Linked DNA regions of Mus musculus: all the other regions are linked to region 1. A link is a contact called in public HiChIP or PLAC-seq data. All regions are on one chromosome and are shown on one strand. Each heading gives the region's core, a stretch centred on a gene start, on an enhancer-like site or on the middle of the called end of the contact. The rest is flanking DNA. Distances are from core to core; before and after follow the strand shown. Region 1 has its middle 4.0 kb from the start of Fbln7. Region 2 has its middle 16 kb from the start of Gm25703. Region 3 overlaps A730036I17Rik (RIKEN cDNA A730036I17 gene). Region 4 holds the start of AI847159 (expressed sequence AI847159).

Evidence for each region. HiChIP or PLAC-seq counts read pairs in DNA pulled down with a chosen protein or histone mark.
Region 2: a contact with region 1 is called in an HNF4G HiChIP or PLAC-seq map of pancreatic cancer cells. The contact joins two enhancer-like sites. A contact is called at or near these places in 2 of 39 promoter capture datasets (hippocampal neurons and pre-B cells) and 1 of 115 datasets of contacts at active chromatin or transcription factors (pancreatic cancer cells).
Region 3: an HNF4G HiChIP or PLAC-seq map of pancreatic cancer cells shows a contact between it and region 1. The contact joins two enhancer-like sites. A contact is called at or near these places in 9 of 39 promoter capture datasets (the 3T3-L1 cell line, the C10 cell line, the HPC-7 cell line and 5 more), 1 of 484 Hi-C or Micro-C datasets (bone marrow-derived macrophages), 1 of 115 datasets of contacts at active chromatin or transcription factors (pancreatic cancer cells) and 2 of 9 other capture datasets (liver and macrophages).
Region 4: a contact with region 1 is called in a FOXA1 HiChIP or PLAC-seq map of pancreatic cancer cells. The contact joins the promoter of AI847159 here to the enhancer-like site in region 1. A contact is called at or near these places in 3 of 39 promoter capture datasets (the 3T3-L1 cell line, 3T3-L1-derived adipocytes and the HPC-7 cell line), 1 of 484 Hi-C or Micro-C datasets (the C2C12 cell line) and 1 of 115 datasets of contacts at active chromatin or transcription factors (pancreatic cancer cells).

Annotation. Positions count from the first base shown.
Region 1 is chr2:128,856,017-128,863,859 of GRCm38.p6, forward strand. No RefSeq gene overlaps it. Among named protein-coding and RNA genes, the nearest start is that of Fbln7, 4.0 kb to the right of the region's middle. Within about 2 kb of position 4,270, at least 8 of the 459 cell types and tissues checked have an H3K27ac peak or open chromatin away from gene starts, as enhancers often do. A contact at or near this core is called in the HPC-7 cell line and pancreatic cancer cells, where this site is marked.
Region 2 is chr2:129,327,598-129,335,440 of GRCm38.p6, forward strand. No RefSeq gene overlaps it. Among named protein-coding and RNA genes, the nearest start is that of Gm25703, 16 kb to the left of the region's middle. Within about 2 kb of position 3,219, at least 35 of the 459 cell types and tissues checked have an H3K27ac peak or open chromatin away from gene starts, as enhancers often do. A contact at or near this core is called in pancreatic cancer cells, where this site is marked.
Region 3 is chr2:129,228,994-129,236,836 of GRCm38.p6, forward strand. It overlaps A730036I17Rik (RIKEN cDNA A730036I17 gene), which reads left to right. Exons shown (of 5, transcript NR_045838.1): 4 at 2,816-4,792; 5 at 5,952-6,613. Among named protein-coding and RNA genes, the nearest start is that of A730036I17Rik, 14 kb to the left of the region's middle. Within about 2 kb of position 3,703, at least 51 of the 459 cell types and tissues checked have an H3K27ac peak or open chromatin away from gene starts, as enhancers often do. A contact at or near this core is called in pancreatic cancer cells, where this site is marked.
Region 4 is chr2:129,176,157-129,183,999 of GRCm38.p6, forward strand. AI847159 (expressed sequence AI847159) reads right to left here and starts at 4,517. Exons shown (of 3, transcript NR_045264.1): 1 at 4,298-4,517; 2 at 4,054-4,103; 3 at 1,992-2,727. Gm39932 (a long non-coding RNA gene) reads left to right here and starts at 6,447. Exons shown (of 2, transcript XR_866734.2): 1 at 6,447-6,598.

The DNA of each region.
Region 1 (7,843 bases), core at 3,020-5,519:
TACAGATGGTTATGAGCCACCATGTGGTTGCTTGAATTTGAAATCAGGACCTTCGGAAGAACAGTCGGTGCTCTTAACCACTGAGCCATCTCACCAGCCCTTTTTATTTTATTTTAAAGATTTATTATTTATTAGACAACTTGTTCTAAATAGAGAGTTGTAACTAGCCAGAATGACATAGTTGAGACCCCATCTCAAAAACAAAACAAAACTACAGCCAAGAAAACCCATGATACCAGAAACATGAAGAGCCAGCGTGGCCTTAGGGCACCAGGCCTAAAGTGCGTCATCTGTAAGCAGGTGCAATGTGACTGCTTCATAGCCAGCCTGGAGCTGTCGTGGGGGGACATGGAAACCTCAGAGGGAAGCACATTATTATAACTTCCCCCTGGAATAAAGATGAGAGTCATAGAGATTAACCAGCTTGCTGAGAGTCACCCTCCTGGCAGAGTGAAGAGGCTAGTATCATAGGAGCAGGCGTTGCCTGTGAAGGGTTGTCCTCAGAGTCCTGGGACGAGGGGGAGCTGTGTTTACTTGCTAGTCAGATGTAAAGATAATACAAAAGGGGCCTGGTGTGCAGCCTGTATAAAGCAGCTGAAGCTGATGTGCCGGGCACATCTGAGACTGGGCCATGGGGAAGCCACAGATTTGGCTGAGACCAGTTCCACCTGAAACATCCGAAGGCTGATGTACTCATAGAGAAAGGAAGTTACCCCAGGCAAATGACCATGGATTCACTGTCAAGGTTCTACCAAAGCCTGGCTGAGCATGAATTCAGGTGAGAATAATCTTGACAGTAGTTCCTCAAAATCAGTTTATACCCAGGCAAACATACCCAAATTACTCAGCAGATGGTGCCAAATACCAGCTCTGAAGAATTGTTTCCTTGCCTTTAACCAACTAATAAATGCAGTTTTTACTTACTAAATGTCCTTCTGCCAATTTGAAGATGAAGGAAAAGACCTTAAAGAAATTAAGCATGCTACATTTAAAAAGTGTTTATTTACTTTTGTAGACAGGTTCTCTTTACATAGCCCTGACTGCAATGGAACTCACTCTGTAGACCAGGCCGGCCTTGAACTCAGACACCCTCCAGCCTCTGCTTCCAGAGTGCTAGGATCAAAGGTGTGTGCCACCACACCTGGCCTATGCTATGGACTTAAACGTTGAACTTTTAAAATCTGTTTAAGAATAGGCATGAATCCCTAGATACAATCCCCAGTACCACAAAATAATGGAGGAAGGAGCTCTACAGAGCAGGGTAGCTGGACATAGGTGTGGGAGAGAAATGGGAAAAGGAGGTACAGGGGGAATTGACAGGGAAAGTGGTGAGAGAGGCCAATATGAAGGGAGAACAGGGAGGAAGGATAAACAGCATTAAGGGTGTTTGGAAAGCCTTAGGGAAGCATTGTTTTATATTAACTTAAAAATACATTGTGTCTACACATATTAGATGATAGATAATAGAAGATAGACAGACAGGTAGATGATAGAGTTTGAATGAAGTAATGGCACTTAGAGTGTCAGTTCTCTTCCCCAAGAACTAACAAAAACCTTACTATCCAGCCTAGGAATTCTCCCTTCAAATTGCTGGTTAGTGGAAATCTAGAAGACTCCCAAAACAATATAGGCCATTGCTACTGCCCTTTGCTCTCTTACAGAACTTAAAGATGAGACCCTATTGCCGAACACACCTGTGATGGTTTGTATATGCTTGGCCCAGGGAGTGGCACTATTAGAAGGTATGGCCTTGTTGGAGTAGGTGTGTCACTGTGGGTGTGAGCTTTAAGACTTTCATCCTAGCTGGAAGTCAGTCTTTCACTAGCAGCCTTCAGGTGAAGATGTAGAACTCTCAGCTCCTTCTGCACCATGCCTGCCTGGATGCTCTTGCCTTGATGATAACGGACTGAACCTCTGAACCTGTAAGCCAGCTCTAATTAAATGTCGTCCTTATAAGAGTTGCCTGGGAGAATAATCAGTGTTCCTGACCACTGAGCCATCTCTTTAACCCCCGGTTTAATTTGTAGTTTCATTTAAGTATTCACTCTTATACCAACAGGTAAATGTAATCCTTACCTCCCATCGAAGAAACTTCTTTTGCAGTAGATAGAGACCATTCAGAAACCCACAGCCGGTCTGAGTTCAGAGAACACCTGACAAAATGGTGCCCAGCCTTAACTTGTACAGCTACATCAGAACCCTACATCTAAAACTCAGAGAACATTGCCAAAGAAGGTGCAGAAAGACTGCAAGAGCCAGAGGTCCAGGGCATCTGCTATAGTGTCTCCTATATATGACCCATGACATCTCAACAATGTGAACACCTAAACAAGCCCTGCACAATAACACCACCAGTTGACATGCTGATGTAGATGGGGAAATTCTCACAAGACTCTACCATTAGATAAAGGACTACAGGCAAGTAATGGCTACTGAGAGAAGGGAAATCAGTCTCCTCCAAGGATGAGACTCTGGAGAGGGTATCCAGTCCCAAACAGCCTTAAACACGTGTACATACACGCAACACTAAATGGACCAAGCAGGTTGTGTTTGTGTGTATATATAAATATACATAAAAGTAATAAAAAAGAGATCATAAATTTGAAAAGGGTTGGGGGCACAGGAGGAGTTGGAAGTCGGGGAATGTAGAATAGAAATGATGTAAGTACAGTATCATATATGGAATTCTCAAAATAATATTAAATGATCTGCATACTAGGATAAGTGTGGCTGGAAGTTTATTGTGGTGTTTAAATGAGAACAGCTCTCATCAGCTCCTATGTTTGAGCCAGTTAGTGGAACTGTTTGGGAAGGACTAGGAGGCTTGATCTTCTTGGAAGAAGTATCGCTGGGGCTGAGCTAGGAGGTTTCAAAAGCCTCAGGTCATTGCCAGCATCCTCTCTCTGCCTGTGGTTGATAAGTTGCCTTGGTCATGGTGTTTTATCACCGCAATACAAACGTAACTAAGACACTACTTTTTTAAAAAAGTTAAAAGCCTTTAACTTTTTTAAAACTTAGGCTATTAACCAGGGCTATAACAGCCAAACTACCCAAAGATATTTACTCCAGAAAAATAACTGTCAGTAAGAAGAGGAAGCAGATGGTGATGGGGCTTGCCCAGCCCCCCTTGCTCTGCCCTCAGCTCTGTCGAAGCCTTGATCTTGTCAGGCTTATGGTTATGGTTGTGGTTTGTGTGTTGTAGCTGGATAGAACTATTGGATGCTTTCCCCACTTGACAGCACGCATGGCTCTAGCCAATGCTATGAGGACTAGTCCTGAGGGAAGGGTTCCAGGTCAGTTTCAACGGCATTTCTTTAAACTCTTTGTCCACGGCATGTGGTGTTTTCAGCAGTAGGTTCTTTTGGGGGAAGGCACCAAGGACAATGGCAAGAAACTATATTGTTTTGTGAGTCTCGTAGACTCTCCTGACCAACAGCTCAAAAAGGAATAAGTGTCCCATACCAGGCACTGGGGTTTTTGTTAAATACTCTATGATTTTTTTTTTTAATTTGTAGGAAGGGAATATTAGCGCCTCAAGTAAACTCTATGTACATATGTTATATATAACTTTAAGTAAACACAAAATAATTTCCTAGAGCTTCTTGAAACATCCTTAGGGTTATTTATCCTTCACTCCTTCACGTCTGGCTCTTTATTATTTAGGATGTCTTATTGGCTCTGATAAACGTTTTTATTTTCATATAAATGAGAAATGAAAAGAGGTGGAGAGCCACAAGCCCCTATTGGTACCTACTCAGGCGAGGTTTAGCTCAGCCATGTCTGACTCCAAGAATTACATCATCCACCAACTGAGCCCACTACTCTGCCCCTTCCACGTGCATTTAGACTTTACTGTAGAAAGGCATTTGTGGGTTTTCAAAGCCTCTCTTCCCTTGGCAGACACCGAATGATGTTTGTTCTGTAATTATGACACAATGAGGTCTAGTTCTTGTTTGTCTTTTTTAAACAGGCATTTGTTTTGTAAGATTGGAAGTGGCCCTCAGGGTATGGTCAGTGGTTTCTTTGGTTTGTCCTGATGTTGTACACAGCCAGACAATGTCCTCAATGTTATACACAACTGCATGGCTTGCTGACCGATATAATGTGTGAGCATAATGTAGCACCTGGCTCAGGGCCAGGCCTGGAGTTGGCACTTGATAAATATTTGTATAATGAAGGAATTGGATGAAATCATGGCTCTCCTGCTGAGTGATCCCCTCCCTCCTCTCGCCATATTATCCCTGGTCAGACTAGCATGCTAGGCTTTGTCCCTGAGACCTTCGGAATAGCTTCTTAGAGGATGATGACATTTAGAGTCATGGGCAGATGCAGACCTGTGAATGTGTCGACAGCAAGACTGGTTCATGCATGGATCAGGAGAGAACCATGATGTGGGCACCCTAAGGGACCATGAAGGCTCCATAGGACAGCCCTTTTCATTGTTTGCTGCCAGTAGACAGGTGGTCAACACAGACTTCTACAACAAATCTTTCTCTCTTAGCCAGGAGTGATGGGGTTTCTGTAATCATAGTAAGAGCCTATCAGATAAATAAATAAACGATTAAATAAATGAATAAATAAATAAATGCCAAGAAGTTGGTTCATTGAGTAAAATGCTTACCTTATAAGCATCAGGACCTGAGATTGAGCCCCAGAACCCATGTATAAAAAGCCAAGCCCTGGTAGGGTATACCTCTAATCCCAGTGTTGGTGAGGCAGAGACAGGAGGATCCTGGGGCCAACCAGCCTAGCCTATTTGGCAAGTCCCAGACCAATGAGAGCTCCTGTGTCCAAAGAAAAAGGTGTCCAGTACTTTAATAATGACACAGGAGTATGTCTCTGATCTACATGGATAGAATATTAGTAAAAATTAAGATTCAACTTTCTTCTTCTTCCTTTGCAGTCTTGCTTTCACCTCCCAAGTAATGTTACTATAGGTGAGTGCTTCCAGTGGCTTATGCAGTGCTGAAGATCCAATTCAAGTTTCACTAACATCAATCAAGGATTCTACCAACTGCGCTACACCCTCGGTTCCTAGAACAGTTTCTTTCATTAAAAAAACTGTGTTTGTCCTTGCCCCCAGAGGAGCAGGTGTGGAAGAAGGGCTTCTCTGGGTTCATGGATTGAGTCCAGCATGGTGGAGAAGACTTGGAGCTCATCTGGCTTCTGCTTTCCCACCTCTTCCTCAGTCCAGGCCCCCAGCCAAGGGGATGGTGCCACCCACATTCAAAAACTGTCATCTCGGGGAACGCCAGGGCCAAAGGGGGGGAGTGGGTGGGTAGGGGAGTGGGGGTGGGTGGGTAAGGGGGACTTTTGGTATAGCATTGGAAATGTAAATGAGCTAAATACCTAATAAAAAATGGAAAAAAAAAAAAAAAAACAAAAACTGTCATCTCTCCTAATTAAAACTCTCTGGGCACACTCTCTTTGCCAAGCCTAGGAGGTGTGTCTCCTACGTGATTTCAAACCCAGTCAAGCTGACAAAGGAGATTAGCTCCCACATTGTTTCATTCTCTTCCTCTTAGAAATCTGGTGTGTCTCAGCTTTATGATTGGGGAAGGGGTAAAAGGAGAAAAAAGAGGGCTTGCTCACATCCGCCCAGCCTCTAGTGTCCACTATGGAACCAGAACCGCTAAGAGTGCTTGGAAGTTGCCATGTAAATACGGGGTAGATTAAAAGTCAAAATAAATAGCCGCTCCGAATAGAATGAAAGCTTTCATTCACAGGAGAGGCAAGCCCAGCCAGGAAACGGGTGGCTCTCTCATAGCCAGCAGACACATTGGAGACTGACACAGAAACCCACCATCTCTAAGGGCTACCCTGGTTTGGCAGCTGTCCTTTCCTCTCTACCTGGACAGTGACATGCAGTGTTCTGACTGGGTCTCTCAGCAAGACTTTCAAAGCACAAGGACATGGACTTTGCTCGATGCAATGGATGGGAGGAAACAGCTCCGTGGTATTTGTTGGATAGCCAATCCTTGGGTGGCCGGTAGGTCCCATGCCCAGTGCCCAGTGCTCCATGCTTTCCAGGGAACTGGCTATGGTCATATTTTAAACTCCTTCCTCAGTATGGTAGTGTGATGAGATGTCACCTTAGGATATTTCTGAATTAGATAACTATAGTGTCCTTACAAAAGAGACCTCATGCTGCTGCTGGTGGCACATGTCTTTAATCCTATCACTTGGGAGGCAGAAGCAGGAGGATCTCTGAATTCAAGGGCAGCCGGTCTACAGACCAAGTTCCAGTACAGCCAGAGCTACATAAAGAAACCCTGTCTCCCCCACCACCACCACCACCACCACCCCACGCCGGAATCCTTATCGATCTCCTGTCTGTTCCCACAAGTGAGGATGAAGTAAACTTTACGGACATCAGTTCTGCCTGTGGATGCCTTGATCTTGAACCTAGCTTGCAGAGCCTCGCGGCACACATTGTATTGTTTGTACACTGCCTAGTCTGGAGTACTTTGTTATAGCATCTCTAACAGGCCAAGAGAGGACTCTCGGCTTGCCTTCTGCTTTCCATCTAAAGCAGCTCAGAACCATTCCATACAGAAGAGTGAGCTTCACAAAATGTCCTTGCAGGGAGAACTAAATTACGTTTTCCAGGAGTAGAGAGGTCCGAGACATCTGGTTCACTCATAGCCTGAGTACAGGAACCTCAATTCCATGCCTGTCACAGGGCTGTTACCTAACTAGACCCCAGGCGTGTTCTGTAGCTGGGCCTTTACTTTAAACCCTTGGGAAACAGACGGAAAACTAGAAGGAAGGCTGTAGACTCTTCGTCACGGAGCATGTGCCCTACTTAGTCACTGAGCATGCGCCCTCCTAACCTAGTCACTGAGCATGCGCCCTCTTAACTTAGTCACTGAGCACGCGCCTTCCAAAAGCCCTAGGGAGAATTGATTTAAAAACTGGCAGAGTTGTCCAAAGGGTGACTTAGTCTAACTCAGAGCCCTTTAAACTTCTTGCTCTCAGTCTCTTTTCACTGAGAAATATTTCTGCAACCTTAGGAATTCAGGCACATGAAGAAGTGTACAGATCAAACACGTACTGGTAATAAATCATAAATTTATTTTAAAGTAATTATTTGCTATAAATATAATTTTATCCTTTATTAAAATTAAAGGAAATTTGATATGCTTTATTAATTTTTACATGAAGAATTAAATCTTGGCTGAATATTTGATATTGAAGAATAAGAAGCAGTTTTGACTTTTTTCCCCCCCTAAATTGATTGTTTGGTTATAAAATTGTCACACGGAGCACACCACCTCATATAAGTAAGTAGTACAAAGTAGCAAAAAACTTAGCGTGTACAGTAAAACCACTTCATTTCGTAACATAAGTTAGTCTGAGATCTGAGCCAAGTGTCCTAGGTGTGTGTGTGTGTGTGTGTGTGTGTGTGTGTGCGTGTGTGATCATTCCCGTGGTGCCCCTGGACATCTGACCAGTAGCAGTTATGGAGACCAAGGATACCTTGGATTCATTATATTTGATTTTGAATTAATTTTTGGTTTCGTGCCTCACCATTTGCTAAAATCAGTAACTCAGCTCCCATTTTTTTCGGCCCACGGTTTAAGAAGAGACGGTCTAACCTGGTCCAATTTATGAAGGCCATCTTTCTGCCATACTAACCCTGTTCTCTGTTGTCCTAGAGGAAGATGTCCTTATGTGGGCTTTGAAGTGGGACAGTCCTAAATTTGGCTCATCAATCAGCCGCGTGTAGTTGGCAGGGGCCTAGGTCTCTCCCGGCGGGCAGTGGGGACTGCGGACAGTGGGGCAGCCCAGGGTGGACACTGGCCACCCTTGGTCGCGAGGCGTCGCACCCGTTCTTTTCCCA
Region 2 (7,843 bases), core at 1,969-4,468, 470 kb after region 1:
GCTGGGATTCTTCACAGAAGACTTTCTGCCTTCAGGAACTGTCTTGTTTACAAGACTCTCTTTTTATCTTACCTGGCATCCTCCAGTACAAAGCCACTTCATTTTCCAGTTTTTACAGAATCCGATTCCTGGTAGTTTGCTAAGAGCTATTCTGGGAACCTAATCATTCACCTTTTCCTGATTATTTCATTTTTATTTTTCTACTATATGTAAAATTATTATTATTGTTTTCTAAAATCACAGAACCAACTAGCAGCCTGCATTTTATGTGTATATGTATGTGTGCACGTATGTGTGCACGTGTGTGTATCCCCACACATATGCTTATGAAGTCCAGGGAAGGCATCAGGTACCTTCCTCCATTATTTTTTTTAGGTCACAGAACCTAAAGCTTTCTGTTTCAACTAGGCTGGTTGACCAGAGAGTTCCTAGGACCTACTTGTTTCTGACTCCCAGTTGTGGGCCATATTTTCCCATGCCTAGCTTTTTATATGGCTACTGGGGATTTGAACTCAGGTCCAGTTACCTTCACAGCAATCATTCTTACCTACTCAAGCTATTTCTGCAGCCCTTAGTTCCACACCATGTCAGCATTTTAAACTATAGCTTTCTTGTATTAACTTATTCTTTGGCATTTTCATATCCATGTCTAATAGGTTCTGATCATACACATCCCCCCCCATCGTCTCTTATGCTCCCCCAATCTCACAAGCCCCTCCTCCCCCCACTCCCACCACACTTTCATGTCTTACATGGTTTTGGTTTGTGATCCACTGGAGTTAACCAGGGCTGCCTGTGTGGGCATGGGTGTGGAACTATGGCAGGAGGCATGAGTTACTCAACAGTGGCCACATCATTGAAGACAATGACTTCCTCTTCCTCACAGTTCTGGATAGTCAATAGCTCTCCTGCGAAGGGCTGGGCCTCATGAGCCCCTGCCATATCTGTGGCTGAATGCTTATAGACTCAGTCTACATACAGATCATATGCAAGAAATCACAGCTGCTATGGGATCACGAGAACGGCACCTTGTCCTGTCCAAAGACAGCATTTCAGGGTTCTTATTCCCAGCCTCTGCCTCTTATGTTCCTTCTGTCCTCTTCTCTAATGTTTTGTGGGACATGGAGTGATTGACAAGACTGACCCATTTAAGGCTATGTGCTCAATGGTCATTTGTTCTTAGCACCTTGACTAGCCCCGCGTCTCTGCTTTAACAGCTCTTCAATGACAGCTTTGTCAAGTAAAAGTGACAGCTGACAAACTGCTCCTAGCTAAATTATTCTGTTTGTGTGTCTTGATATATGCCTATCAAATTGTCTCCACGGCTGAGGACATACCAGTTCCTCTTAAGCCTCTCTGTAGTCTGTCCCCCTTTCCCCTTCATTCCAAACAAACCCAGATCTGTTTTTGTCCCCATAGATTACTTCATGTTTTCTATAGTTTATATGAATGGAATCCTACATGAATCACTGTTTTGTGTGTGTGTAAGACTCTATTGTTCTTAATCATCTTACAAACAGTCTTACTTATTGACCAACTCATTCCCAAAGGTGCAGGGTTCTGACTGGCTCTTTTCCTTTCTCCTGCCCACGTAGGTCCAGCCTCCACGTGTCCAGCTGCTTTCCATTGTCCAAACCAGTTCATGTATATTTGTTGTTCATTTTTTTACTACTTTATTTCTTTATTGTGTGTCAGTTATACATGTGGAAGTTAGAAGAAGACAATTTACAGAGCTGATTTCTTTTCCTTCTACCAGTTGGGTCCTGGGACTCAAACACTTGTGCTTGGCAACCTCACTGGCCCCCACATTAAATAGGTTTGAGTTTAAAAATCGTCATTTCTATCTTTCCATCATGTGGGTAATGGAGAATCAAGCTCAGGACATAATCCTTGACAGCAAACACATCTTACTGCCCCTCAAAAACAACTTCTATTTATTTGTTTGTTTGCTTGCTTGCAGAACTCCTGTGTGAAGCTGGGAACTCCTGGGTTGCTGTTGTTAGTGTGAAGTCGGTGAACTGAAGAACTGCCTGGTGGACCTAAAGAATTCAGGTTCCCACTCCCTGCTCCCTGTTCTCGCAGTTTTCTCCTCTGTTCTCAGCATCCTTGTGGGTTAATGTTTTAAGAAGAAAGCAGTGTGAAGCACAACAGAACCCGTTAATGTTCTTCTAATGGGGTTTAGGAAAAGGAGCAGCATTAGCTGTAAGAAGGCGTATTCACACCATCATTCTGAAACTTGCAATAAGTGTTCAACAGAAGGTTCTGGAAAAGATTAAGGTTCCCTTAGGTCTGAAAGTACAATTATGGGAGAAAAAAAGAACAGGTGATGTTTTATCCTTCACCTGGTTATGATTAACAAGTAGCACCCAGCCCATTCCCCACTTCCTTCCTCCCTTCTCCTTCCCTCCCTCTCTGTTCTCACACTCCCCCCCTCCTGCTCCCCAACTGTCGCAGCCGCCATGGAAATGTCTTAAGAAGGGACTGTGCCAGCTCAAGGACGAAGGCAATACTTTGTAAGGATAAAAGAAACTGGGCAACTCAATTAAGGATGCAGACCAGTGGTGATATCTCTTGTGCCAGTTGGACAAGCCTTCCTGGCCAGGGAGAGGCGGGAAGGGAGGCAGAGATAAACTGCTGAGCCTGAGTCTGGAGGGACTCGGCTACAGGGAAGTCTCAAGTCCAGAGAGAACGTTTTTATGGCTGGGCACAAAGTATTTTTTCCATCATGGAAAAAGGCACAGTAGAGGTTCAGTGGCCAATGAGCCAGGCTGTGGAGAGACTCGCCTGGGGTGTTTGGGAGCCAGGCTCAGGTAGAGAGTACCAACTTCTCCTTACTGAACCTTTTCATTCCTGATATTTGAAAATGAAGGACAAAGATCCCTGAAAATGTGGAGTAGGTAGAAGGACAAGCATGGATGATAGTGTTTTCCAGTGGGCCCCAGAGCCACTGCCTAGCTTTCTCTCGGAGCCTCTGCGGAGGTTACAGGAAAGGCAGGAGGCTCTTAGCTCTGCTGGATGGCATCGACGGAAGGAACCTTAAAACAGCGTCTGCTATCTCTTTCGATGAATGTTTAGAGGTTACTATTTCCTTTTGCAGAGGAAGTTCTACAAACATTCCACTTCCAGCCTTAAAAATAGCAAAGTGCCAAGGCGTTGAGAACTCTCTACGCCGGGGAATTCCCAAGGAAGTAGAGGCCGAGTTTTGTGGGCACCAAGTGAATCCAGAGCGATTACTCAGTAGCAGTTTGTAGTAATAGCAGAAACCAGAATTTCCATGCGCGTTTGCCAACTGAGTATCTAATGATTTCAATGGATAGGGGAAAAAATAGCTGTGGGTAAAAGAGTTCAGCCACAGGTCTCCACCTATCGTTGTTCACCCAGAAGCCTGTTTCTCTTAAGATGCCCTTGGAACTATCTGTGGGAAAAGGGAGTGAGTGGGTCTGCTTTGTACTATTGTCGCGACAAATAGAGATGACCGCCAAGTGTGCAGACATTCCACAGACGCATAGTCCCGTAATGCAGCTCCTAAGGAGTGGGTGAGGAATGTAAGCAGTGCAGGAAAGACCTACTGCTTGCTTTGTGGGGATGGTCAATCACTGGATAGAGGTCAGTTTGTGAATAAAGCATCAGTTCATGAGACCAGGGGAGCAGTACGTTCATTCCCGATGTTACTACTAATCTGTCCATATGAACAGTCCCGCTATGAGGGCCAAGGCAAGGACTCGCTGTTGGAATGAAAGCCCCTCAACCAGCCTGGACTTTTCCTGGTGTTTTGGGGGATGGGGTAACTAGTATATTATTTCCACACACTGTTTTAAAAGATAGTTATCTTACCCAAGAGATGTATGGGGGTGAGTCAGCTTGGGGCCAGAGGAATCAGTCTCCCAAGAAAAGGAGGGCAAAGTTCAGGGCGCAGAGGATGACCATATTCTTAAGGTAAAAGGAGATAGCTAGCCAGGAGGTAGAAGTTATCTTGTAAGTTCTTTCTGGGTTTCAATTTCCTCATCCAAAGGTGTCACCACATATTTATTATTATGTTCTTCTCCTAGGCACCAAGCCCAGATGCTGGGCTGAAAAATCAAACTCATTCCTATAAACTGTTCTGAGGGTAACACATGACTTAACGCAAAATGTACAGTATAGTACTTTTGTTGCTTCTAGGCCATGTTTGGTCTGTGATCTGGGACACTTCTTGCCACTTAAATAACCAAGGAGACAAAATCATGTTGTAAGGAGAGGAATGGAGGGGAGTACTGGCTTCCTCCAGGGAATGGCTGGAGGACCAGATAACAGGGACAGACAGAGGCAGAGTGGCCAGAGCCTCTGCCTTCACAAGTTGGATGCCAAACAGGGCAGCAGTGGATTGTTTTTTCTCTCTCTCCCCTCTCTCTCCCTAGCCCCTTTCCTCCTCCCCTCCCTTCTTTCTTTCTTTCTTTCTTTCTTTCTTTCTTTCTTTCTTTCTTTCTTTCTTTCTTTCTCTCTCTCTTTCTCTCTCTCTTTCTCTCTCTCTCTCTTTCTTTCTTTCTTTCTCTCTCTCTCTTTCTTTCTTTCTCTCTTTCTCTCTCCTTCTTTCTTTCTTTCTTTCTTTCTTTCTTTCTTTCTTTCTTTCTTTCTTCCTTCCTTCCTTCCTTCCTTCCTTCCTTCCTTCCTTCCTTTCTTTCTTTCTTTCTTTCTTTCTTTCTTTCTTTCTTTCTTTCTTTCTTTCTTCTTTTTAAATATACTTGGAAGTCTCCTTAAACATGTCAATTTTGCAGGTGAGAAAAGTAAAAAAAGTCAAGAGTAGCAATGAGTCAGTGGGAAAGTCTGCGTAAAGGCTGGGGTTCCCAGTGAAGTGGACCATTAGTGGACTTATCTTTGAACCTCATGACTAAGTTTAGATATTTTTTGGAGAGTAAAAATGGAAGCATTAACAGTGGTGGCTGTCACCTGTGAGCTAGTCTACAGTGGATAAAGCTGGTCATAGTAGTCCAGTAGTTAGGGACAGAGGCTAAGTCAGTGTGTGTGCGCGCACACGTGTGTGGTATATGCATGTATAATATGCTTGCACACACACACACACATCCAATGTGTATACATGCACACGTGTGTGCATGTGGAGGCTGGAGTTTGATGTTGGGTGTTTTCATTTTTACTTTCTACCTTATCTTTCAAGACCTAGTCTCTCCCTGAAGCCAGAATTTACTGTGTGAAGAGATCAGCTGATCAGTGAGCTCTGGGGATCTACTTTTCTGTCTCCCCAACTTTTGTTTCTTGCATGACAACACTGAGCTTTTATGCAGTTCCTGGGAATCTGAAATCAGGTCCTCACACTGGCACCGTAAGCCCTTAACTAACGAGCCATCCCCCCAGCCTTCGGGTGGGTGTTCTGAGGATTGAGTTCTGTTTTCTCAATCTTTGTTTTGACTATAACAAACCACTGGTCTTTTCTCTGCCTCTGTTTTTATTTTCTTCTCAAAAGGAAGGAAATGGCACATCTGTTGTTATGAAGTCATGTCACAGGAGGAGCAAGGTGACCCACAGCTTTGTCTCTGAACTGTGGCATTGTAGGTTTCCCAAACACCTGTCATATCTTTCCCACCCTGGCACAGCCGGCACTGCCTCTGTGCTAAACCCCCTCCCCTGGCATGTGCTGATCGATCTCCACATGTCTCATGGTAGAAACTCTTCTCTGATTGAGGTCCTAACTTAGGCCCTACCTTTTCTATGAAAACTCCTGAAACTTCCTCTTGCTCCCTCCTTTCCTTAAAGGAGAGCTTCTTTCTTTTTGTAGCCCAGGGGCTGTCTCTTCACACTTCTCAGGATGCTTACACGGGCCTCCCCAGTCTGAACAATGAGCACCCCTGGGATGTGGGTTCCTGCCCAGACTCGCTAGGGTCTCTCAGCCTTACTCCAGGGTCTCTGCCCTGACTCAGGAATTTCTTGAATCATGAACCCGGGGCAGAGATCACACATGTTTTCACCCCCTTTCTTCTGCACATGGCTTCCCTGGGCTTCTGGAGTCCATGGCAGCTCCTCATTGTGTGGCACAGAGCTGAGGAGCCCTCAGGGGCTGTGTTGTTGGAAACTCCCGGAGAGCTGCCTTATTTTCAGGTCTCAGCCCCTCCCCTCGATTTGTGTAATCTCTTTCTGCTCTCTAGAGATGAGGATGCTAAGTTCCCTATATGAAATGGCCCAGTGTTGGCCTGGAGCCCGGGACATCCTCCCACTGACTATAAGAGAATTATGGATGATGTAGGACCTACTACAGTGTAAATGCTATGCAAGGAGCTGTTAGGCTGGACCATTAGGCACTAATAACAAGAAAGAAAAGCCTGCATTTGTTCAACAGAGAGGCAATTTTTTTCCTTATGCAAATTTGATTCATATTGATTGAAAACATATAAGCAAGGCTAGCAGAATATACCTTGTATATGTACTTATACACATCATATATGCAGTTATTTACATCTATATGTAGTTTTACATATAGACACATGGATATTTCATATATAAAAATATAGAATTGCATATATGTATCACATATAGACAGTCACCAGTATTAGAATAAAATTATGTGTATAAACTGTGATTTTACTATTATTAAACATTCTAAAAAGAATAATTACTTATGACATAAGATATTCTCCTTCAAAGCATTTTTAACAGCTGCATATGAGATACTAAATATTAATTAATTGGTTCCTGTTTTGTTTCTTTTCTCATTAGTGCTTTGAATAACAATCCAATAAACACTGATAAAGTGCACAAAGGCCATTGCACAGCATTGATTGTTAGTTAACAGGATTGACAACTGTTTCCCACAAGTAGAATTAGGGTCAAAGCAGAAGCATTTTGAATATTTCAGTGTCTAGTGCTGTATTAAATCCTTCTGTTCAGGATTTACTGTGTTCAGCATGACTCAGTTTGCTGGAGGGGAGGGGTGGGGTTCTCTCCTTGCCTTTCCAGACCTCCTTGGGTGAGGTCAGAGTCAGGCCAGGTAAGATGGGGCACTGCCCCAGCAGGTCCTGCTTCCTGCACTTCCTTTTCTTCCCTTGAGCCTTGCTAACTCTGTCCAGTTTTAGGTCCAGCAACCCTGGCGTGTGGGAGGAGGTGGGGCTGGAAAAAGGGGTGCAGAGTCTCTGGGATCCGGGAACAAGTTGTATAATCTGGTCTAGGGTAAACCAAGTGATTTTAGTCTCGAAAGGCAAGAGGAAAAAATGTTACTGAAATTGTCAAAGTACAATATTTAATGCTTAAGAACTATAACTTTCTTACTAATATATAGGAGACTTGTGTCAAAGATGTATTCAACTCATTATTGGCAGAGCCAACATATGGCACAGTTGATTAAAGGAATTTATGCTTTCATAGAGATGTACTGACTCAGATATTTATGGTACCAGCAGAATAAAAAAAGGTTGGAAGAAAGTTGTAAGGTTAGATACAAAACAGGACAGCAGGGTGTCGGGGCACATGCCTGTAATCCTAGATCTTGGGAGCTAGAGACAGGAAGATTAGGAGCTCAAGGCCAGCCTGGGATACCTAAGACCCTGTCTCAAAAAACTAAAAGCCACAGCAAACAATCAACCAATCAGAGAATCGGGGCAACCACATGGCAGTCGGCGTTACTTTTTCACTGGGCTGGAATAATTGGTTACACTGGACGAAAGACCCCCACCACTCGTCAGTCTCTTTGCAAGGTGACATCACACTGTGCAGTCTGGATCTGAATCAGTAGCCAGGAATCACATAGCACTGTCATCTAGAGGTGTGAGCAAAAGATCATGGGTTCATCGGGACTCCTGTGAGCACACATATTTGTTGTGTTGTCTATAGCTGTCTTGGTGCTCCAAGGTACTGCCAA
Region 3 (7,843 bases), core at 2,453-4,952, 370 kb after region 1:
TACCAGTGGGGCTTCGTAATGTGACTGACCGTTTCAGCGGGGAGGGGACTACCGAGGGCTAACAAAGGGTCTTCAGTCTTCTGCAATGAGCAGAATTTTGTGTCTTTATTGATCTGAACAAGTTGAGAAGCAGCTAAAAAAGATACCATCCTGTGTCCGCATCGGCGTAGCATCCAAGAGAAAGGCTTTCTTGGATGATGAACAGTTGTGCGGTTACAGCACTTTGGGAACCATAGACTTTGCATGCAATAAAATGCACCCATTTTCAGTATATGGCAAGATAGAATAAGCATGCAGACCAAGGTAAATATAATCACAGTAAAGTTAAGCAAATTTTAACTGGTAAAGTTCAGGATCTGTCACCGTCCACGTCCCCTCTTACTTACTCCTTTGCCACAAGCCTCACCGGTACTTGCTTTCCTTTGGTCTTTTCTAGAATTTCATGGAAATTAGAGTAGGCAATTGTGCCTGGGTCTTTAATCCCCCCCTTTTTTTATTGCTGAGTAATATTCTGTTGCATAAGCATACCATAATTTTTAACGACTTTCATTTTTGAGCTGCAGTGACCTTTGGAGCGGCTGGCGGGCTGCAGATGGGATGCGATGGATCTTTGCACATCCTCTCCTTAGATAAGGGAGGTTTCTTGCCTCTCAGAGTCTCACATAATGAAGAGTAGATCTAGCCTTCTGCTTCTTGTTTAGTGTATTTAAAAATATCATTATTGCACACATAAAAGAAACAAACTTGAAGATGTTCAACTAAAAAAAAAAAAAAAAAAAGAAAAGTATAAATTGTCCTATCAGCTCCACAAATTGATTTAGATGTTAAAGAGACCACCAATCCCTCACCACTTGCCCCTTAATGGGCCCACCATTTTTTTCTAGAATGCATACTTTATCTTTCCCTTTATGTAGACATTAATATATTTGTAGAATAATATGTTGCCTTTTACTTAAAAATTTCAAAACATTTAAAAATAAGACAAGCTAGGCAGTGGTGGCCCATGCCTTTAATTCCAGCACTTGGGAGGCAGAGGCAGGCAGATTTCTGAGTTCAAGGTCAGCCTGGTCTACAGAGTGAGTTCCAGGACAGCCAGAGCTACACAGATAAACCTTGTCTTGAAAAACAAAACAAAACAACAAATTTAAAAAGTGGCTGGAGAGATTGGCTCAGTGGTTAAAAGCACTCACTGGCTGCTCTTCCAGAGGACCTGGGTTCAATTCCAACACCCACATGGGGGCTCACAACTTCTGTTATGACTGCAGTTCGAGGGGATCAAACAGGCTCTTCTATAGTCTGAGGGAAATGCTCATACATGCACGCTGGCAAAGCACTAATACACATATACCACCACTACCACCACCACTACCACTACTACTACTAAATACTAAGAACTAAAAATAAAACCGTATTTCCATGTTCTTGACTTACACAGCAACAGGACACTCTCCCTTATCCCTGATACCTGGATTTGCTTGTTTGTTTGTTTGTATGATGTGTGTGCATGTGCACACTGCAGAGACAGAGCTCGGTCATTCTGCTTTGTCATTTTCTGCCTTATTCCCTCGAGACATCCAATGGAACTCACACTGTTTGTCAGCAAGTGTCTTTACCCTCAGAGCCACCTCACTGGCTCCAATGAGTGGCTTTTACAGAGAGCTTCATGCCACCAACTTCTGAGTCAAATGCTGTGTGGGTTTATCTGATTGGTGGAGCCCTGGTCCATGTCTTCCTATAGAGAAACTGGGAACTCCAGCCTCTGGCATTTCAGCTTGTATTGTGAAGGGAAGTCTGCCTTAACATAGGGGCACAGAATTTAGGGGCACAAAAAGGATGGAAACTGCCTACTATGGTAGCACCCTGCAAAGTCCCAAACATCACGTTTCATCTGTCCCCAGTCTTCCTCTCCTTATTCCAGGTCCCTCATCCTCACCTTGGGTTGTGAGATGCCCCTTTCTCCTTAGATGTGCTCCAAAGGCAGATGCTTAGGATTTAAGGATCTTCCCCTGCTACATACACACACGCACACACACACACACACACACACACACACACACACACACACACACACGAGAGAAAGGACTGCAACACACATGCCTATCTCACCTGAGGATTGCCATACTCTGTGTAATGCCTGGGACCTATTCTTAACTGTAGAGAGAAGTCCATTCTGTTCTCACACAGGCAGAGTTCTGCCTTTTGCTCATTGGCATAAAATAGTGAATGGCTATATATATGTGTGTGTATATATATGTATACATATATATATTTGTATATATGTGTGTGTATATGTATATATATGTGTGTGTATGTATACACACATATGCATACGTATATATGTGTGTATATATATGTATACATATATATTTGTATATATGTGTGTATATATGTATAGATATGTGTGTATACACACACACACACACATATAGGTCTTTTACAATTTCATAGATACCTATAGTAGTTATATATTTTTTATTATAGTCCCTTGTTATCTTTGCTTATTGCCTTTCCTTTCCCACCAAACTCTTTCTTTGTTTCAGTGACCTCCCTCCTACGTGTGTGTGTGTGTGTTTGTGTGTGTGTGTGTGTTTGTGTGTGTGTGTGTGTGTGTGTGTCTGTGTGTGTGTATGTATGACTAAACCACTGAAAAACATGAAACCCACAAAACCCCACAAGCAACCATTATCCATATGGTCTCAGATGTGTGTGTGTGTGGGGGGGGCACCTCATTATTCCCTTCCCCAAACATGTTGGAATATTGATGAAGGAGATTTCATTCTTTTTAAAAACAGATTTTATTTTTAATTATGCATAGGTTGTGTGTATCTGTGCATGTTAGTACAGGTGTCAGTGGAGACCAGAAGAGCACACTGGATCTCTTGGAGCAGGAGTTACAGATGGTTGTGAACTTTAAATTCAACTGAAGTCCTTTGGAAGAACAGAGCATGCTCCTGGCTACCTAGCCATCTTTCTACCCCTGAGACGAGTGCTTTCTTGAAAACAACTTCTACTGGACATAAGGCCTCCTCTGTCAGTCCTCAAGAACCTGACCAGAGCTGCACCCCTGTGCCTGTCATTAGGGAGCTTGCTTAGCAGCAGAGGAATCCTAGTCCTTCACACCTCTGGTGTGAAGTCCTACTGTGCCAAGTGGGCTTCCTAGGAGCAGTTTCTAGCCAAGTCTCCATATGCTTGGTGGGCGGGTGTGGAAACCCGGGTAAGGCTTGGCAGGAGATCTGCAGAGGGAGCTGTTACAACCCAAACAGTCACTGTGTGCACAATGCTTCACTCACACGTCTCTTCCATATGCCTGGAACCAGTTACTGGAAACTGCAAGACTCTGTGCAACCCCTCAAAATGACAGAGAAAGTGCCTGGGACTCACGGGACAACTTGGTCTAATGTCTCCTAGGCATCCTAAAAGCCACTGAGTATTTAAATTATCATACAGAGGGAAATATACCCAGGTCAGTCCTTCCACTATTGGACTGAAATAAAGATTTTTGGTTGCCCGACTTCTTAGCATTCAGGACTTGCTCTGGATGTGACAACTCTCTTTCCTTCTGATGAGTTTCCAGTCCAACGTCAGATGCGGTCTGGAAGGAAGCATTTCTCACAAGCCAAGTGTGAGGACACGTGCTCCGTGCGAGCCACAGCCTTTGGACTCCATTCTGGACTTTGACTGCTGCGTGGAGTAAGGCTGGAACTAGAGAGATGTCACTGTGCTGACTCACACTGCACATGCTCCCAGACAGTGAGCGGGATCCCCACTGAGGAGTGCAAGGCTCAAGCTGATAGAACCTGGCCACTGGCTCTGCAGTGGAAGAGAAGGTAGCAAGGACAACCACAGGAGCCCCCCTCCCCAGTTCTTCGGGGTCTGCCTCTCTCTCCCCTCCCTGCTGTGGACCACCTCTGTTGCCTGCTGCCAAGGAGCCCTCCTGCCAGCCCAGCTTTCTTTGCTCCATCCTCCAGAGCCCTAGATTCCTGGGTCTCACCCACAGTAGATGCTGGGCCAGATTTTCCCTGCCTCTGTTGACTTCCGTCCCTGGGCACTCTGTGCAGCTACGTGTGAATGGATGAGTGTAAGAGAGAGGACCCAGGAGGCAAAGAGAGAAATGAGCGTATGAAGGGCCGAGTGCTTAGCTGATGAACACTGAACTTCTGAGACTTAAAATATTCCAGAATGTTCTCCCCTTCAGCTGGACGATGTTACTATAGGATCTTTAGACCCTTTGAGAAAATGAGAATATTCCTATTGTGAACCTATTGTGTCATTTGGGTGTTTCTTCCTAATGCTTAGCAAAGAGAGCATTAGTTGGAGCTCTGGCTCAGCAACAAGCACATTGGGTGCTCTTGGAGAAGACCCCATTCAGTTTCTAGCACCTATGTGCTGGCTTACAACCATTTCCAGTCCAGGGGAGTCTGACGCCCTCTCCTGGCTTCTGTGTGATGCATAGACAAACATGGGTAAAACACCCATGTGCATAAAGTGAAATGGAAAGGAAAAAAAAGACCAGGTAAAGAGGCCTGGGAAGATGTCAGCAGGTAGAGTTTGCTGAGCCTCAGACTTCTGATCTCAGAATCCATGTAAAACCTGAGCTTGGCAGTGTGTGTTTGTAACCAGCCAACGGCTTACCAGAGACTGGCAGAACCTGGGGGCTCGCTGGCCATACTGTCTAACTGAAATGATAGTCTCCAAGTTAATCAAGAGACTTAGTCTTAAAAATAAGGTGGAGAGTGAGAGACGATGACACCTGATGACCTCTGGCCTCCACATGTGTGTCCATAGTACATAGGTGAGTCCTCTCCTCCAACACATGTGGGCATTCACACACACACACACACACACACACACACACACACACACACACAGAGGAGAGGGTGAGGGGAGAAGGGAGAGGGAGAGAGACAGAGACAGAGAGAGAAGAGAGGAAGAGGAGAGAGAGAGAGAGAGAGAGAGAGAGAGAGAGAGAGAGAGAGAGAGAGAAAGAGAGAGAGAAGGGTAAGCACAGAGAAGCACAGAGAGGACACAGGCTCCGTGCTTCAAAATAAAGAAAAGCATGTCTGAAGCTGGGTTTGAGAGCCGGGGTAGCAGGCAGGGCATTCCACCTTCCTTGACGCTGACGTTCTCATTGAGGCAGGACATCCAATCCCTCCCGTTCTTTACTTTGGGGTGAGGAGCTTTGACTGTTAGTGCGAGTGAGTTCAGTCCCCATGCTGCTTTTCTCCAATAGAAGAAGTGCGTCTGCTTTTCTGTGGCCGCCCTGAGGTCTGAATCTTATGGTGACAACAGCAGATAAAAGCGGCTTTGTCTGGGCAGCTTCTTGAGATAGAGCAGAGAAGAAGCTGGGCCTGTCTTTAGACTGAAGTCTGTGATAAGCCTCTGAGCTCAGAGACACAGAAATGGTCTCTGTGTGCCTGTCTAAAGCATTCTGTCTGTCTGGGCTGTTTTGTGCTGCTAGGCTTTTTTGTTTGTTTGTTTTTGTTTTTAAATTTTATTTTGAGATGGGGTCTTCCTGGCTGTCCTGGAACTCACAAAAGTAGACCAAGCTCGTCTCAGACTCGCAGAGGTTTGCTGACCTCCGGAATGCTGGGATTGAAGGTGCAGGTCACTGTGTTCAGCTCTCGGTTAGTTTGTCTTGTAAACAAAATATCATGGGCTGAGTAGTGAACAGTAAAAAAACCTTCCTCCTCACCTTCGAGAGACGGGGCAATGGGAGATCAAACCATTCTCTGATTTATAGGCACTATACTGAATGGTAGCTCTCCAGTAGCTGTTATGAGGGCAAGTTCCAATTCCAGAGGCTCCTACCACATGACCTCATCTTCTAAACACCCCACTTCTATCGCAACCAAGTGGAAGTTAAGCATTTTAACAAATACATTTGAGGTGACATAAGTTAAGAGCCTGTTAGGCCATCTAAACACTCTCTGTCTCTGTCTTGTCTCTGATAGTTTTCAACTTCCTCTTTTGCACCTGAAGCCATACAAGAGCATCCCCAGAATGGAGAGTAAAGGGACCTGGCAGGACCTGGAGGGGCTTCCTGCCTGACCATTCCGCATCAGCCTGCATCTGACCCTGTCCCCTGGCTAAGGAGAAGCACCTGTCCCTTCTGGAACAGGCAGCTCTCCAGTGAAAGCTGAAAGAGCTCTGTCAAAATTAGGCCTGGAATAGAAAAAAGATGGGGTTCTGGGAAGAAGAGAGGAAGCTGGCTAACCCGGGTGTGGAGAGCCTTTTGGGGTGCCGCTTGGCAGGGATCTGACATTGGCCAAGGACAAGGAATTGGGCTGCTTGGCAGGAATCTGACATTAGGGCATGGCAAAGAAGACAGTTCAGGCAGGGACCTGACGTTGGCCAAGGACAAGGAAGTAAGAATCTGGTTTTAGGGTAGAACAAAGAAGTAGGCTCTGATATCTGGATCATCCTTAGAAACAGCATCAGTGGAGAGATCAGGGGACTTGGTGTGTATTGTCTTGCTTGTTACTTGACTATTTATTGTCTCGCTTGATTCCTCATTGTACTACTCAACACTTGCATGTAATTAAAATGGTATAAAAGCAGACAGGAAAAAAATTAAACCGGCCTTTAGTCTCAGAAGTGACTGAGGTCATGCTACAATGTTGTCTAATTATCTTTTTCCTTTTTAATCCTCACCCCCTTTTTTTTTTCTTTTGGTTTTTCCTGTGCTGGAGAACCTGTTGACTGACTGAGTGGGCTTGGTCAGGTGGCACCCCAAGCTTTATTGGATATAGTGGTAGAAGCAAATTTATACCCCAACCCCCAAGATTGGAAAGGAATTTTGGAGTAGTTGTTGCTCCAGAAAAGATTCAAAGGCAATATATTTTTTAATATTTGGGGCCTCAGTTATATCCTAGAAAAACTGTGGCACAGAAAATTCAAGAAAGAAAGGGTGACTTACTTAATTCAAATTATTTTCCAAAGCTTTGAGGAGATATTAATTGGCTAACCTTTGGCGAAAGGAACCATTAACATGGATTCATCTTTCTTTGTCTCTAAAGAAAGTTTTAACACCTTATTATGAAGCTATTGCTGTATTAATACAGAACTGTAGGATAGAATCATGAAAATATTTTGAGAAAGAACTTGATGAAATATTTATTCCTTCTTCCAGACAGCAATTAAATGGGTTATTGCAAAATACTGATATTTGGCCTACTGCGTGTGCAAATTTTTAAGGCAAAATTGATAATCATTATCCAAAAGACAAGTTGTTAAATTTGCCTCTATGCTTTTGTATTCCCCGTAAATTTACGCATGCAGCCCATAGAAAATGTGCTTATTATATTTACAGATGGTTCATCTAATAGGAAGGCAGCACATGTGACTGAATAACATGTTCATTCTCTCCGTCTCCCCCACCCTCAGTCATCTGGTGTAGCTGGAGAAGTGGGAATGGAGGGGCTGATGTAGTCAGGGGAGCAACAGAGGCAAGGCAGAAAGGGCCATGGTGGCTTTAAAATAGCTTGCACTCTCCACACTGTTATTCTGTGTGTGGAAGTCTCTTCTGCTTTGTTGGGAGAATATCAGGCGGAGTGGGGAGGGTAAGCATTTTAGCATATGAACTGGACAGAGGAGACTGCCTGTGACCTGGAAGGGAGACTGGGGTGGGCATGATAGGAGTGGGGTGCCTACAATCTGCTGCTCCCTTGACTCCCTAGAGAGTCACTCTCTTCACCTCCAGGTCTTCAAATTCCTCTCCTGTGTTTCTATGGAAATGAGGCGCCCAACCTCAGCAAGTGCTTGAGGCAGCCTTCTTACTCTGTGGTTATTGCTTAGAGGGACAAGACAGAAAACTTTTAACCATCAGTTTCTCCTAAAAGCAGCA
Region 4 (7,843 bases), core at 3,267-5,766, 320 kb after region 1:
TGTGAGCTATCATGTGGTTGCTGGGAATTGAACTTCAGGACCTCCGCTCACTCTAGCCCTGCTTGCTCTGGCCCAAAGATTAATTTATTATTATATGTAAGTACACTGTAGCTGTCTTCAGACACACCAGCAGAGGGCGTCAGATCTCAATTATGAATGGTTGTGAGCCACCATGTGGTTGCTGGGATTTGAACTCAGGACCTTCGGAAGAGCAGTCAGTGCTCTTAACTGCTGAGCCATCTCTCCAGCCCCAGTCTTCAATTCTTAAAGTTCATGTTTTTAAAAAGGTATAGGCATTGCTTTAGCTGGGGTTCCTATAACTGTGAAGAAACACCGTGAACAAAAGCAACTTGGGAAGAAAGGGTTTGTTTCATTCTTAGTTCTCTAGAACAGCTCACATCAAAAGTGGGAAAGGGAGGCACGCATGCAGGGCAGGAACTTGGAGGCAGGGGCTGATGCATAAAGGGGTGCTGCTTGCAGGCTTGCTCATCATGGCTTGCTCAGCCAGCTTTCTTATGTAACACAGGACCCCCCCCCCACACACACACACACAATGGGCTGGGACCTCCCACATCAATCACTAGTTAAGAAAATTCCCCACGGGTATGCCTACAGCCCAATCTGGGATTAAAGGCGTGTGGGTATTTTCTTTATTGAGGTTCCTCCCTTTCGGTTGACTTTAGCTTGTGTCAAGTTGACGTGAAACTAGCCAGCACAGATGCAGAGCGTGGTTTTCCTGCAACGTGTGCAGGACTCCTGGACGCTGCATGAGCCTGAAAAGGTCTTACAAGTGGTTTTTAGGACGCCAGTGTACACTAGCATTGTGTCCTCCTCTAGGAGGATGAGCAAGGCAGAAGCTTGGTTGTGGATACTTCTTTGCCTCCTCAGTTGCAGGGACTAGGCTGTGGCTACGTAACCCCTCACAAGGCTACGTAGGTCTCTTTAGGTCTCTGGCCAGGATTTGAAATGAAGCTAGCCCTGGGAAGAATGTTATTTCCTTGTCACTATGACTAACTCCAGTGAGGATTAACACAAAACAAATCCCTTTGTCATGGGCTGTCGCTGGTCCTGATCCTCCCAGCCAGCAGACACCAGAGGAGGGGGGTGGCAGAGTGGGAGGACAAGGACTAGAAGGAGGAGGTGGTAGTTGTGGTGGTGAGGCAGTCGTGAAAGAAATTACCTCAAGAATACCCTCTAGGGGAAGAAGTAAGAACAGGTACCTATTTGTTCAAGAAAAAAGGAACAAAAATAGAAATTAAAAAAAAAAAAAAAAGCAGAGACTAATGAGCTTAGCTACCTGCTGTAGGGCATGGCAGAGACAGGACAGGAGGGATAAAGCAGATGGAGTGGGAACAGGACTTCTAGACAGAGCCTTTTGTTCTGACATGACATTTAGGAGCCACTGCAAAATTAAAACTGAGAGTAAAATTTGGAAGAATATGGAGAACCCTAAAATCAAATGAAAAACAGAAATAAACAAATTAAAAGATAATGCCCTTTGACCTCCATCTTGCCTCTTTATAGTTAAAGCAATCAAACTTTTATGACGCATGAAGCAATTAATTAAACAATTCATTTAATCTCTGTGATTTCCTTTAGTCATGGCTACTTTGACAAGGCCTGGGATGGGTGATTTAAAAGTGCTCTAGGCCTCTGTGGGAGATGCTCCTAATCTGGCAGAGACTTGATGCCTCAGGGTTGGGGAAATACCCTGGCGGGGTTGGGGCGGGGCAGGGGGGCCCTCTCAGAAGAGAAGGGTATGGGGGAGGGTCTCTGGGGGGGCACCAGGAAAGGGGCAGCATTTGGCATGTAAATAAATAAATAACAAAAACCAAAAACCATTGAAGCCAGGTTTTTCAATCAGGTTGATGTTAGAACTCAGCTCTGAGAGCCTATTGTATATTCAGCTCTGGGACAGGCACAGAGAGAGTTAAGTGTCCCCGGGTTCCAGGAGTCTATAAACTCAGAGACAAACATCACAAGGTCACACATAAGGAGAGGAGTGATTCCTTTTATTACCCATAAACATTTAAGTGCCATAAGGAGATTTTAGGCATTTTGAGTGTTCTTTGTGGATTGGCTTCCTAGAAGATAAGAAAACTGAGCTAATCCCTGTGGGTTGGATTCAGACAGGGAAAAAGATGAGGGGAAACAAAGAGCAGAACTCACTGAGAGCAGAGGGCGCTCGGGCAGGGATGAGGAGGGGTAGACAGTCCATGCAATGGAGGAGCTCATATATAACTTTCTGGTGACCTCTTAGAGTCCTCAGTCCCACAGGAGGAAGTTGTCCACAAGGGCTGGGGTAAAGGTATTGAATTTCTGATCCCAAATCTCAGTCCTTTGGTAGCTACATCTTGGTAATGGGTGTTTTGCCTTGCCGCTTTCCAATGACTGGCTCAGCAATTGCTGAGGAAAAGGCAGACAGACAGGGGACATTTTGTACGTAGAGTGGTCAACAGTCTTTTTGCATAAGGGAAAAGGAATACGCTCGCTCTTAAGGTCCTTTACACCCTCCCCCACCCCCGAGTCTGGGCGGAGATGCAGAAGTAGGTGTTGGGCCACTCCCTGTTTGCAAAGTAGGAAATGGAATGCTCCAACCTGCTGTGATTTTCTATAGTCAACCTGTCTGCAACCGCAGGAGTGTCAGGGGAAGGGCCAGGAGACAACACTTCTCCTTCGAATTCCTTCCAGCTGTGCTGAGGCTTGGTAGTGAGAATGTTGGTTTCTCTGAAAAACACAGACATATTATAAGACTTTTAATCCCAGGTGTGGGATATGCGGCTGACGATGACTTGCCTCCTGCTCTAAGAAGGGGCGTGGTTTTGCCAGCCGCAGATACTTTCTGTTATTGTATGAGATCTGGAATTCTGGCGACCTTTCAGAGGATGTATAAATGCTAGCACCCCAATCGACGGGGCTGACTGGCCAGTTGTTGGTTCAATGTTGGTTGTTGGTTGGTTGCTATTTGTTAAATAGTTGTGCACAAAGAAACAAGAAATGAGATATCCACCGGGCAGTGGTGGCGCACACCTTTGATTCCAGCACTCGGGAGGCAGAGGCAGGTGGATTTCTGAGTTTGAGGCCAGCCTGGTCTACAGAGTGAGTTCCAGGACAGCCAGGGCTATACAGAGAAACCCTGTCTCGGAAAAAAGAGAGAGAGAGAGAAAGAAGGAGAGAGAAAGGAAGAAAGAGAGAGAGAGAAAGGAAGAAAGAGAAAGATATCCTGACTGTGAAGATCAAACTTGCCCTAAGGAACTCAACAGCCCTAATCAGCAGGAATTATCCTAACAATATCATCGCCCCCTTTCCCCGCCATCCTTTTCTCTCTTCTATCTAATATTAAGGGGTTGAAAAAGTGGAGAAGGGTAAAGAAAAAAGCATCCACAAAATAGCCGAAAGGACAGGCTATAGGGCTCAGCAGGGAAACCCAGAGAACATGAGAAGAGAAAACCCCTGTGCTTTGTGAGGGGAGGCACAGCTGAGTCTGGTAACCAGACAGCAACACTGGCTCTAGCCAGACAGGAACATACAAGGAAAATCTAAATGTAGAAATTCCTATCGGACCATGGACTCATGTAGCATACATCTTAATCAGAATCAGTAATGAGGTAAGTCTAAAAAGGCCTTGAGGTAGAAACAAAGGCAACATCTGGCCTTCAAGTGGCTGTCCTCCACTGTTCCACCCCCCTTCCCTTAAAAAATATTATATATACACATATACATACATACATTAAATATAATATAAATACTCAATTATATATACATATTTATATTTATATATCCATATCTCCCACTTTTGTTCTTCTCATCCCTGTCTGTTCCCATCACTCTGGGTCCTTTCCCAGCATTCACACCAAGGTCTTGGTAGCAGCTCCAGCCATGGGGCTTGGGGCTGTGGCTTGGTATCCGTGCTTCATCAGAAGCATACCATTTCCCTTCCTTCCCTAGCCAATGTCAGAACCAGCCATCAGGCCTAAAGAAGGAGGTGGCTTCTCCCATGACACCCCTCAGACTGTGGTTTTTACATCCTGTGCTGGTGGCCTTTGTACTTACCCCATCCGGAGCTTTCCAGATGTGGTAGCCAACTTTTGTTTTTCTTTCTCCTAGAGCAAGACACAGCTCTGATAATATTTGTATACTATTTGAGGAATGGATATTTTCCTTTAAGTCAATATTTTCAAAACTTTTTAAACCCCCACCCACACAAAGAAATACATTTTATATTATGAACAGTTTACACACACATACACACACACACACACACGCCTTACCACAATTTTCAGGAAATAATACTCACATTGTTGAATGTGCTCTGGTATTTTCTTTCATTTCAGTTTTTTACAAGGCTTCCTGTGTGGGTTTGGAGATGCAGCTCGGCGGTAGAGCACTTGCTCAGCAAACATGAAACTCTAGCACCGACACCAAAAAGCACTTGTTGGGACCTTAAGATAGAAAGCTCTGTCCTAAAGAGCAGAGATACTCCGGTCACTGTTAAACTGAGAAAGCTTTGCATCCAAACCTGGTCAGATTAGGATTAAGCTATAATCAAATGAGGGCTCTGGCCAGTCCTGCTTTGCAGACTGTGAACTTGACCTTGTTGCCAAGGAAGGAGCCTCTCCAGGGTTAGCTGACAGTGGCGATGGCCTCATGGTCTGGATATAGGACCTGCTTGTGCTTTTTGTATTTTTCCTCTTTGGTTCCTTGTATTTTTTCCTTTTGTATTGTACCCTTTCGTCTTTTTCTTTTTCTCTTTCTTTCTTTCTTTCTTTCTTTCTTTCTTTCTTTCTTTCTTTCTTTCTTTCTTTTTTTTTCGGGACAGGGTTTTTCTGTATAGCCCTGTCTGTCCTGGAAATCACTTTGTAGACCAGGCTGGCCTCGAACTCAGAAATCCACCTGCCTCTGCCTCCCGAGTGCTGGGATTAAAGGCGTGTGCCACCACACCTGGCCCCTTTTCGTATTTTTCTAGGGAGACTTAGAGGGATCCAGCAGGCCATGGAAGGACAAAGCAGGCCACTGTCTCAGAATGACAGAAGCTGTCCTTGGCCAAGGAGTAGAGAGTTAACAGTGGGTTCATAGAGCTCAGGAATGCCTACAATAGCATGTTTAGATTTACTAATCTAAGAAATTAAGAAAACAAGCCTGGACTTTAGAGACGGGGCGGGGGGGGGGGGGGGGGCGGGGGGATACAAAGTGGCTCTTAGGCCTAGAGAGGCAGGAGGTGATTGGACATTCAACGGGAATAGTGGCAGGTGATAAGCAGTTGCCCCTCCTCCTGCCTAGCATAGCCTCACCTTGAGCAAGAGGTGAGAGGAATGCAGGGCTGGGGAAGATTATTCCAGTCTTCCATCCCAATATAGCAACATTCCAGCTATAAAACCTTTTAGTCAGTTAAAAATAACTTCATAAAACATAATTGATATATAAATCATGAAATTACACTGCAAAGTGTTGTCATGATTCTGTTTGTGTCCTGGTAACACTACCTACACATCTTGTACAGAGAAAGACCTTGCAGACATGGGGGTGGGGGAGCGGCTACTTTCTAGCCATTCCGATAGGGGGCACTCCACCTCCATGAGGAAAGCTGATAAGAACGATCCAACTATGATTTGGCCGAGGCTAACTTACCAGGGTCTTTGTTCTTTTAACTTTATCAAATACTTTCTAGGATAGCAGTGATCAGTCTGTCAAAGGGACAGCACTGGGCTGGAGAGATAACTGATCGCTCTTTCAGAGGACCTGAAGTCAGTTCCCAGCACCTACTCCGTAGCTAACAGTCCTCTGTAACTCCAGTTCCAGGGGAACCTGACACCCTCTTCTGGCCTCCTCCGACACAGTATACATATGCTACACAGACATACATGCAGGCAAACCCACACATTTTTTAAAAAAGATCTCAAGGGTGGGAGAACGAGGGGGAGGGAATTTAAACTTTTTGAGTCAGGGTCCAGGATGGTCTTGAACTATGAAACCTAGGACAACCTTGAATTTCTGCTCGTCCTGTCTGCACCTCCCAAAGGGCTAGGATTACCGGCCCACACCACTAAGCCCAGTTTATTTGATGCTGGAGATCAAACTTGAGGCTCTGAACAAGCTAAGCTAGCACTCTACTGAGTGAACTACATCCTCAACTCGGGAATTTCATCTTTATACTGAATTTGAGGGGCTGGTGAGACTGTTGTCCAGTTAGAGTACTTGCCTATTCCACTGACATGAAGACCTGGGTTCAGTAACAGGACACACATGCACATACAAGCACACACACTCGCACATGCATGCACAGCAACTCTGTAAATGAAACCAAAAACAAAAGCCTAACCATTTACCTAGTGCTGCTTTTTTTTTTTTTAATGTAGAGTAGTTATAACCCATCTGTAGTAGACTGTGTGCCTCAGAATTCCAGTGTTGAGTCTGACTCCAAATATGGTAGCATCAGGAGGCAGGCCTCTGAGTGGTGATCAGATAATAGAGTGAAACTTTCATGGGTCAATGCTCTCATAAGAAACTCCCAGAGAGCTCCCTCAGTCTTCTGCCATGAGGACAAGAAAGAGGATGGATTTCTGTAGGTCAAATGATGGGCCTTCAGGAGACATAACCTGTGAGTATTCTGATCTGGAATTTCCCAGCCTCCTCTGGGCAATACATTTCTGTTGCTTAGAGTCCACGGCGTACTGTCTTAGCAGTCTGCATAGATTAAGACACTAATGTGCTCATTGTTTGCCAAATATAGGAAGTGAGGATGGCCCATGTTCCCGTGAGCTTTCACTTTAGTGAGGGAGACTGGGATGACCTTAACCCGTGGAATAAACAGGTCCTGAGCGGAGACTAGAGCTCTCTGGCCCAGGATTCTTCCAGCTGAGGAGGAACCCGTGTCTTCTGAGACTTGAGTTCTCGTCTGTAGAATTCAGGTAGCTTCATTGTTGCTCAGGATTGGTACAAGGCAGGAACCAGAGGGTGGGCTGTGAAGCAGATAAGACTTCTGAGGAAGTTATTTTTTCCTAATTTTATGAATGGTGGCACTCAGTAGATAATTATGGGAAAACCCCCAAGAAATAAAATATAAAAATCTAAGCTTACCTTTTGCTAAATAACTGTGTACAGCTGCGCAGAAGGGAGTGGTGGGAAGGACAAGCCAGCCTGGGTACAGTCGATGCCCCCCCCCCCCCCCCCCCCGGCCATGAAGCAATGGAAAATAAAGCTGGTCTGGATGGAAGGCACAGTCGTGGAAAGCCAGCCCTGGCTAGACAAAGCCTTCTGGATTCTGTCCCATGGGCAATGGTAGAAAATCATGGCTTAATTGTGTGGGTTGGTTCCAGAGAAGTGTAGAGCCGGGGACAGAGCTGAAGATGTCATTAGATGAGCGGTTAGACCCACGGAGCAGACAGTGCAGTAAGGGCTGGAGAAACCAGAGTCTAGTCTCGGTGCCTGGTTTCCATTCGGTCTCGTCTTCTCCATCTGCTTTCTCCTCCTGCTCGCCTCCTCCTCCATCCCCACAGCCCACACCAGGCTCTCAATCCTCTACCACTTAAGTCAGTGTGTTGATGGCACTTAGCAAACGCTTAGGATGATCCAAATGTTGCCAGCATCAGGAGCTCAGGCGGGCTGCCTTTGAGTGGGTCATGAGCTGAGGAGAGGCAAGCCCACTCTTCTCTTTAGTGAGAAAGGCGGCTGGGAGTCTAGCTCACAGGAAGCCCGGGCCCTTGGCAGCGCCTGACGTCAGGTGCGGTGCAGCTGCTTTGGTGAGAAGAGAAGCTGACACCTCTGGGCTAGCTGAGGGCCGCTGCTTCCTCTGCTCGCTCTCAGGCTGAGGAAAACAGGTCATCTTGCACCCTGCCAGACACCA